2 separate regions of the Gossypium hirsutum genome follow, and region 2 is linked to region 1. Evidence: chromatin contacts called from public Hi-C data. All regions are on one chromosome and are shown on one strand. The core of a region is the stretch at or near the end of the contact, and the rest is flanking DNA. Distances in the headings are between cores, read along the strand shown.

What was found. Hi-C and Micro-C count contacts between places; a contact is called where the count stands out from the background.
Region 2: a contact with region 1 is called in a Hi-C map of leaf, with 2.6 times the contacts expected there. The contact joins the enhancer-like site here to the promoter of LOC107954255 in region 1. A contact is called at or near these places in 4 of 34 Hi-C or Micro-C datasets (callus and leaf).

Annotation. Positions count from the first base shown.
Region 1 is chrD07:20,381,123-20,385,928 of Gossypium_hirsutum_v2.1, reverse strand. LOC107954255 (importin subunit alpha-1) reads left to right here and starts at 2,407. Exons shown (of 12, transcript XR_005915727.1): 1 at 2,407-2,770; 2 at 3,068-3,164; 3 at 3,255-3,346; 4 at 3,453-3,584; 5 at 3,677-3,862; 6 at 3,964-4,127; 7 at 4,296-4,374.
Region 2 is chrD07:20,557,858-20,562,663 of Gossypium_hirsutum_v2.1, reverse strand. No RefSeq gene overlaps it. Among protein-coding and RNA genes, the nearest start is that of LOC107954355, 17 kb to the right of the region's middle. Within about 2 kb of position 2,518, at least 3 of the 9 cell types and tissues checked have an H3K27ac peak or open chromatin away from gene starts, as enhancers often do. A contact at or near this core is called in leaf, where this site is marked.

The DNA.
Region 1 (4,806 bases), core at 1,158-3,657:
TGATGGCATGATTCAAATATACAACCAATTATTGTTTGGAAAATTACTCCATCGAAATGGACGTATACGAAAAATTGATTATTCATCTTCAATACTAAACAAGTCATACCATTTTAAAGCAACAAAAAGAAGTTTTTATCAAATAATATAACTTGCATCTAATACTATTAATTATCAATATACAGTCACATAATCATACATAATAGTAAAATAAATTAAAAAAACATAAAAATAATTACAAACTAACATTATTAATTCAAACTTGATTTCTAAGGTAAAAAAGATCTTGAATTCTCAAATGAAAAACAAATATTGTTGATATTCAATTTTAATTTTTAACAACCCTTTTTTTTCTCTCCCGTTTTATTTGTTGAAACCATAAACAATAAAAATTTGTTTTTTTGGTCGTGGGAGGGGTATATATAGGATATTGGTGCCGCCACACTGACAGGCACCACCCATTAAAAACAATTTCTTTTTCTTTCTCAAAACGGTTAAATTTTTTTAGATTTCAAACCAGTGTTTCTTCACTACTTGGCAATGCCATCTTACATAACTTGTTTTTTTATTCTATGTCAACCTTTTATTTTTTTTGTCAACCATATTTTAAAAAAAACCAACCAGTGCCGTCAATGTGTCAGACGACACCACTATAAAAAAATATTTTTCTTTATATTTGTATACTAGTTGTTTTCTATTAAAAAATCGTATTTTTGTCGGTGTCTCCTAACTACTTGGCGGCACCAATTAAAAAATATTTTCTCTTCATCATCGGGATTGATGGCAGCAAGGGTGAGGAAATCACGGCTGGTGTTGTTTGAGAGTGTGGCAACACTCATGTTTAATGTAAAAAGAAAACACCTTTTGTAAATAATGGAGGCATAATACCAATTTCGTAAGTTTTTGTATTAATTTTATAAAAAAACCCGAAGAATTTCACTTTGGTGGGTGGTAAATCCTAGTGAGAGTCATAATGAAACACAAGACGCCTAGGCCAATAGTGTCCCTTAGCTTCACCAATGTGATCAGATCTGTTTCTATCTTTTGGACTAAATGTTTTGTCGCACAATATGAATAGGGGGAAGCCGCAGTCCACAAGCATAAAGCTTTCTTGTTTGATAATGCCCTTTTCCCTATTTAGGAGAAATGAGGATGTCCCAATTATTGATAAAAAAAATGGTCTTGTCTCCATCCCAACCCACTTTTCTTAAGCCTCATAGGCAATCTTTTTCTTTTTCCAACTCCAACGAATCCCATGTAGTTAGGGGGAAAGCATCCATCCATGCCAATACAAAAACTTATCGATATTGAAGTGTTTACAAGTGATGCAACATACACTGATACACAAACACATTTAACATATCAAAAGTTTTCCTAGGTATCCACATCTACTTCGCACATAATAATCAGAATATCCAAACTAAAATATAACAAATTGAATGTCCATCAATATCCGAAAATGTATTATTTATGATACAGTTGTTCAGCAGTAGGTAGAGTTCTTCAAGCTTGCAGTTTTCCGCCTATTCTATTTACCCGCAGAAAACCATTGAACAACAATAGAAACAAAGATTTCTTATGCACTTAAATCTTACCTTTATGCAGTGGCAGAGCTCAAAGCCCCATTCCATAGCATGTATGCAATCGGTGTATCTCGATGTATCATTTTAAATTTATCTTTAGTTTTTAAATATTTTCCATATCCATAAAGCTGGAGTCAAAAAATTATTTTAGAGGTCAATATTAAATAATAAATTTTTAACAAGATCAAAATATAATTTATCATTGTATATAATTATTATTTTAAATTTTTTTAAGAGATTAATTTAAAATTTCATCATTTAAAGGGCAAAGTAAAATTTTATCGTATATTAACTTATAATTTTAAAATTTTAAAAGGATTAAAAACATTATTTTACCATTTCAAGGACGAATGCCATTACCCCTGCTGCTTGGATTACATCATTTGAAAAAAAATAATTTTGAAGATATTTTTTATATAGAAAATATTACCCTAGCATAATTTGGATTTATTTTATTATTTTTAATAATATAAGGACTAAAATGATTCATTTATAATATTATGCGTGACTTGATTGGTGATTACAACCAACCAAACTCGTATATTTCTTTTCCTTCTTTCTTAAATTAAAATTAATATTTTCAAATTAAATTAATTTTGACCAAATATATTCACTTCGATTCGTCCTCTATTTTAAAACCAATTGTGTGAGGGGATCTAAATTCGTTTGGATAAAAAGATTTATAATGATCAAATTGAAAAATATTGTCAAATTGAAGGACTAAATATTACTTATCCCCAATTATCATTCCATCAAACTCAAAGCCCAATTATCAGTATCCTGACTCAAGGCCCATCAATACAATCTCCTTTCCCTCTCTTTCACTCGCTTCCAAAACTGGCGCCACTCTCTCTGTCTTCTCATTTTCTCAAATAATCTATCCCAAGTAGTACAACGTATTCTACCTGCAATTTAATCGGCGGTTCGATCCGATTTGAAAGAGAAAAAACAAAGAATAAGAGGAGATGTCTCTAAGACCGAGCGCGAGGGCCGAGGTTCGAAGGAACAGGTACAAGGTGACGGTTGATGCGGAGGAAGGTCGCCGGAGGAGAGAAGACAACATGGTTGAGATTCGAAAGAACAAGAGAGAAGAGAACCTTCTTAAGAAACGCCGCGAAGGACTTCTCGCTCAACAACAACCGCAGCAACAACAGTTGCTCTCTTCAACTGCCGATTCCGAGAAAAATGTAGTACATTCAACTGATCAATTGATTTGATCCATCGGGTCATGATTGATAATTAGGTTCAACTTATTGTCTTACTTCAATTTCTGTAATTAGATAAAAAATGTTATTAGTGTTACTGGTGTTATAAAGTTGCTGATTAGGAGTAGGTCAATTTGTGTTACTGACATGAACTGAAATGCATGTTGAACTTATTCGTTTTAGTAAGCCTATAAAGAATGGATAGGACTATTTGCTCTTTTACTATTGAATCAAACATGATTTTGACGTGTTTATAATCTAATTGTAATCTAATTGCAGTTAGAAAGTCTTCCGGCTATGGTTGCTGGCCTTTGGTCAGATGACAGGAATGCCCAGCTTGAGGCGACCACTCAGTTCCAGAAGCTACTATCAATAGGTCGATATTTTGTTTTTCTATTTTTTCTTGTTGCAACTCACTTTTAATTTTGCATTTAGAAGTTATTACTTGCTCTTAATTTATCTTCAGATCATGGTCCTCCAATCAATGAAGTTGTACAATCAGGTGTTGTTCCTCGCTTTGTTGAGTTTCTTGCTAGGGATGACTTCCCACAGCTTCAGGTTTGATATTTTGATACTGAAGTTATTAGGATTTTGCTCAATCTCTTTGGTAATGTTTTGGCTGTTTTATGGTTTAACTGTTTATATGCAATCTTGTGGGTTGTAGTTTGAGGCAGCTTGGGCTCTCACGAATATTGCCGCAGGGACGTCAGACTATACCAAAGTTGTAATTGATCATGGAGCTGTCCCTGTATTTGTTAAACTTCTTGCATCTCCAGCCGATGATGTACGCGAGCAGGTAGATATTGCAGTCCGCAAGTAACCTTATTTTTATTAATACAGTTTAGTTGCATTCTAATACGGGTTATCATTTTCTTTTTGGAATTATAGGTTGTTTGGGCCTTAGGAAATGTTTCCGGAGACTCACCTAAATGTCGCGACCTGGTCCTTGGTCATGGTGCCTTGATGCCACTGTTGGCACAATTCAATGAGCATGCCAAGCTTTCTATGTTGCGAAATGCTACATGGACTTTGTCAAACTTTTGCAGGGGCAAGCCACGGGCATCATTTGAGCAGGTTGGTCTTTCTTGACTCTTGTAATATGAATTGTTTGGAATTATGACTTTTTTTGCTGATGTCCTTTGCTAACACGTATGCTTTTGAAATTCAATAAGCAGACAAAGCCAGCTTTGCCCACTCTTGAGCGTCTTATCCATTTGAACGATGAGGAAGTCCTTACAGATGCATGCTGGGCCCTGTCATATCTCTCAGATGGTACTAATGACAAAATCCAAGCTGTTATTGAAGCAGGTGTCTGCCCCCGACTCGTTCAGCTCTTGCTGTAAGTACTGGATCATTTTGCTTTTCAAATTGATTTTTGATTTGATGTATATGTTTATGTTATTGTTTGTCCCTTTTTCTTTTGAAGAAATTTATTCTTTGTCTGTTTCTAGCAGTTGCTTGTGAATTCTGGATGTTTTGAATATCCTCACTTATTTTTCCTTGTTAGTCATCCATCCCCAACAGTCCTCATTCCCGCGCTTCGCACGGTTGGAAATATTGTTACTGGGGATGATATGCAGACTCAGGTATGGAATATTTAATGACATATTCATTTCTTTCTCTACTGCTATTCTGATTTCTTTCCTTTGAGATGTTAGCTGACTTATCCTTGTTCTGGTTTTGGCTGGTTAATTGCATTTATATCTACACGTTACACAACTTAATATCATGTATTCTCTCTGACTCATCTATTGGTTCTTTGTTGCTTAAACCATGTTGGGGCAGTGCTGTCCTTTCTATTACAATTATTTTGACTGTCTCTGATATGTCATTGCAGAAGCCATTGGTGCAATACTATATTTGGTTAGCTTAATATTTCAATTTTGTTTTTCAGGCAAACAACAAATTATGCCTTGCATTAATGTGCTAGTATTCTTCACAACTCTGATTTGACTGTGGTTTCTTTAAAATGTGCTTCACATTTGATGATGTCAATAAATGTTAGAAGATTTTAAAGC
Region 2 (4,806 bases), core at 1,269-3,768, 180 kb before region 1:
TTTCTCTTCTTTATTTGGCTCCATTTGTTTCACTGAAATTGATTTTTGAAAAATGACTTACTTTCTAGAAAAGCTAATATTTCCTAGTCTTTGTATGAACCTGTGTAAAATATTTTCTGTTGTTTGGCAGATTTCCTAAAAATAGTTCATAAAAATTGTTTTCAATGAAACAAACATACATTTGAGATTTTCTTATCTTTTCATAGTTTAATTAAGTTTATTTTATATTTTACATTATTTTACATATATTGTAATGATTTATTTATAAATAAATACATAAAATTAAATATATAATATTACTCAATTATTAAGCTAGAATATTAATAATCATAAATTGAAAACAACCAAAGTGAATAGATGATTCCTGATTGTGTTAAAAAAAAAAACAAAGATTGAATAATGAATTAGCTTTCAAACTTCAATTAGTACTACATAACATAAATTAATAAAATTACCCAAGTGCATAATTAGTAGTACACTACATGATGACTATAATATTTGTTTGAATAATAATAAATTAGCTTCAAAAAATAGTAGAATAAATATCAAATAAAAGCTAATTTATTACTATTGAATTAGTAGAATACAGGGGCTCAGATCTATGGTAAAATTGTAAAAATTGTAAAACATGAAGACAAATAGGGGGACGTCATTCTTAGGGCTCCAAGCTTTTAACTTCAAAATTCAAGTAAGTCATTGGTTATTTTCTTGTAATTATTATAGATCTGAGGTCATGAGAGCTTGATTTAGCTAGTTCATGTCCTAATTTGTAAAATTGTTAAAGTTTTAGAAAGTTGTCATTGTTGATTTCTTGAAGTTTTAGGTGTTAAATTGATAGATTTTAAGCTTAGATGTGAGAAAGGACTAGATTGTAAAGCTTAATTGAAAGTTTCGTACATTAGAGGCTAAACTGAATAAAGTATAAAATTGACTGTAAAAATAAGAAATAGGAGGTCCCTAATGTATAATAGTGAAATCGTAATTCAATTTGAAGCTTTAAATGGAATGTTATGTTAGTCTCAATTTTAGGGACAAAATTGAATAAATTGCAAAATTTGTATAAATTGATAATTAAATATGAATTGGTTGATTATTATAGTTTTATATGTTTTATGTTAATTTGTAGTTAACGTCGATTGGAAAATGTCCGAAGACATTTTGATAAACAAAGCATTGTCAGTTTGAAAAATGTTTTATTGAAAAATTTTGATAAAACATTTTACGTGAATAATGGGATAATTTTATGTTAACCATCATATTTTATATGAAACAAATATAAAAAAATTGAAAATATTTTCCGTTAAATTTTTTACGCGAAACAAAACTACCTTTAGTGACAATTTTTTTTTTGTTATAATACTAAATATTATTTGTACATTTTGGAATGTAGTTGGGCCACACAAGAAAGTAATGGAGCCCATGGTCTTGCAAGAGAAATATTAACTATGGGCGTTTGCTTCATTATTGTTATACCAGCCCATGACTTATTATATACATCATTCACATCACCATCTATCTAGCAGGTTACCATGACAAGATAGGCAATCTAACACCGCCTTTTCTTACCATGCGACTCTCAGCCCCTCATTACCATGTGAACCGTTGTCTTCCACCGCCTTTTCTTATTTCCCCCTCAGCAAGGAGGCTATTAGGAGTTGAAAGATTGTTCCGAAGATCATTCATCATTAATTTGTTTCGTGTGGACAAATAGATTCTATAAACCGTTTTCTTTTGATCTTGCATTTTCAAGGTCTATGGAATACCAACCACAAGTTTGACATTATTGATATTGGTTACAATCTTTTACAGGTGAAATTTGATAATATGGCTACTTAGTTCTGGCCATAGTTTATTTTTTGTTAGTTGGTCTAGTTATTGAAATTCTATTAGGAGGGAGAATATACACTTAACTAAGTCCTCATTTTGGTTAGGCTTTCATAATTACCATTGGACTATGACAAAAAAAGATTTGTGCCATGATAGGTTCAACTTTTAGGGCTTCTAACATTTGATTTCACACGTAGCAATTTTCGAATAAAGAGGTACGTCAATTCTTTTTATATGTTAAAATTTTAGATGGTATAGAAATGTGATTGTTGTACACTTACGAAATTTAAATTATATTTTATTTTAAAAAATTATAATATATTAATAATATTAATTAGTGAGATTTAGACTATATTTTTAATAAAATTTACAAATGTAATTTTATTTATTAAAATTTATTTTTATTTTATAAAATATGATTAGTAGTTTTTTTTAATATAAAATTTAAGCATTTTATTAAAATAATATTTTATTTTTATTTCACTTCAGAATAAAAGTAACTTTACTAAATTTGAGATAAAATTCTATTATAAATGGTAAAAATAAAAAATAAAAAATAATTTTATAACAAATCTGATTATTATCATAAAATGTGACTTTTATAAAGAATGGTGACTTTATATTTGTGACCACGTAGGGTAGCTTTCTTGATGTGGGAGCTTAAAATAATTGATCAAAAAGTTTGCGCTGGGCTTTTCAGATAGATCCTCATTTAAAGGGTGTGGCCCAAAATATTCTGACGTCTTCCTTAATCCTCTGTTCCACCTACCAAAAATTTTGGAGTTTAAAGTCCAGCCCACTACACCTTTGAGAAAATTTGGATCAAATCTCATATCCAAAATTTACAAAATTTTAAAAAATATATTACCGAACAGGAATGATACAAAAATATATAAGGAAATTATTTGGTACAAGCAAAGTTAGAGAGTGATAAGTGTCGTATAGAGATATAGTAAAACATTAAAAAAAAAAGAACACTTAAGTTTTTTTAAGGCTGCTTTTCTCCTTTGTTTTATCTAGCAATAGTGCTATTCTTGGGCAGGCTACCACCCACCTTTTTCTCCCTTTCTCCCATCAACCCTCTCTTTCTTTGTCCTCATTCACTCCACATGCCTTTTTTTTTTCATTCTACAGATATGTTTTGTGAACCTCCACTGACCACCAACACTTTTTCTTGAAAAGTTGGTTGGTCGTAGATATTCAAATGGTGGCTCTTTGTTGGCTTCTTAATATGTTTATGTTTTGAGAGTATTTCAAAATAATAAATGATTTCACGAATCGATTTGGACTCTTGTTGTCTTAAGTACTACAAGTTTTTTTTTGTTTTCTTTTTCATTGTTTAATAAATCTTCACTTTTGGAAGTTTTTGTCTTGTATTGTACAAGTTTTTTAGTCTTACTTATGCATATAGTCTTGTTTTTGCAAGTGATTTTAAGAATAGTTTTGTCGCGGTCCTCTCTAACTTGGTGGATGCTTGGTTCGTTTGCAGATTTTGCCTGCCGCTTTGGACCATCTAGGGTTAATTTCCTTATCGTGTTAAATGCTTGCAATCACTTCAGCTATGTCGTGCTTGAGTTGTCACAGAGTCGGTCGTTAATATGTCATAATGTACTACTAATGTTAGGTTGAAGTCTTTGTTATGATGACGAAACTTATCAACCTGTTTTTTTTTCTTCGAATTATATAATCCCGTTGATAAAATAAACTAATTTTCGCTAACAAGTTAAAATCTTTTTCAAAAAGAATAGGTTAGGAATTACTCAAGCATTGAATTCTAAATTGTGTTACATTAAGGCGTATATTATATAAATCATATGACATGATAGACAACAGATATCACATTTAGATATAACTGATTTGTTTAAACATGAATAATATAATAAATGAGTTCAATTAGGTTTATATGCTGCATAATTATGTGATTTAATACAGGCAAACCAACTCACATACAATATACAACGTTAATACTTGTGTCATGAACGTATTAAGCATTCCTTTGGAAGGTCATTGACATTAATTTTGATACAATTAAAATTAAAAAAATTAATTATTATAGTGGTGAAATTAAATATTGTAACTATAAATTTAAAATTAAAAGTAAAATATGTATTTAGATAAAAACGTAGTGACAACGGTAAAATAAATTATTGTAACAATACATTATAACTATTAAAAACAATAGATTAAATATTATAAACTTAATTCACGACTTAACCCTTAAAATATATCGTTTTTCTATTTTATTACCTAAATTTTTTTTACTTAAATAAATACTTAAAGCATACAAATGTGGGACGTGATCTACTCTTTTTATTTTTACTGAAAATCTTTTAAAAAGCATTATTATCAATTATATTAAAATTAAAATTTTTTAATGAGCTTACAGAATGCAGAAAATTAATTATTGGGGTCGCTCCAGTAAGTAACTTAAGAAATAAATAAAAAATTTAAAAATTAATATATATATATATATATATATTTGTTAAAAACGGACTCTCTCCATTTCTGTCATTTCATCATCAAGCAAAGTCTTTTTCTTCATTTCCTTCCATCAATCAAACTCCCCCACGTTTCATAATTTATTTTTATTTTCTCATTTTTCCACTGCAATTCCATCGTCACTCGATAGGGTGAATTTCTTAATATACCGGTTTTTGGGGAAAATCATGAGATTAAGCCTTTCTTTTTTAAAATTTATTGAAATAAGTCTATTTTAGAGAGAGTGTGTAAAAACGTGTCAAACTGAACGTATTTTCAATTGATTTTACAGGAAAACGCTTCTAATTGGATGTGCTTTTAGCTTTGGTTAGATGGTTAAATATTAATATTTTTATCCTTGAGTCTGGGGTTTGATTCTTTTCCTACTCACATTTGTAATTTTTATTTTATGTTGTTTCAAGCTTTTTAAATTTTTAATTAATTTTTTAATATATTAGTTACTTCGATAGTTAGATAGTTACAATTACATCTTAGAGTCTT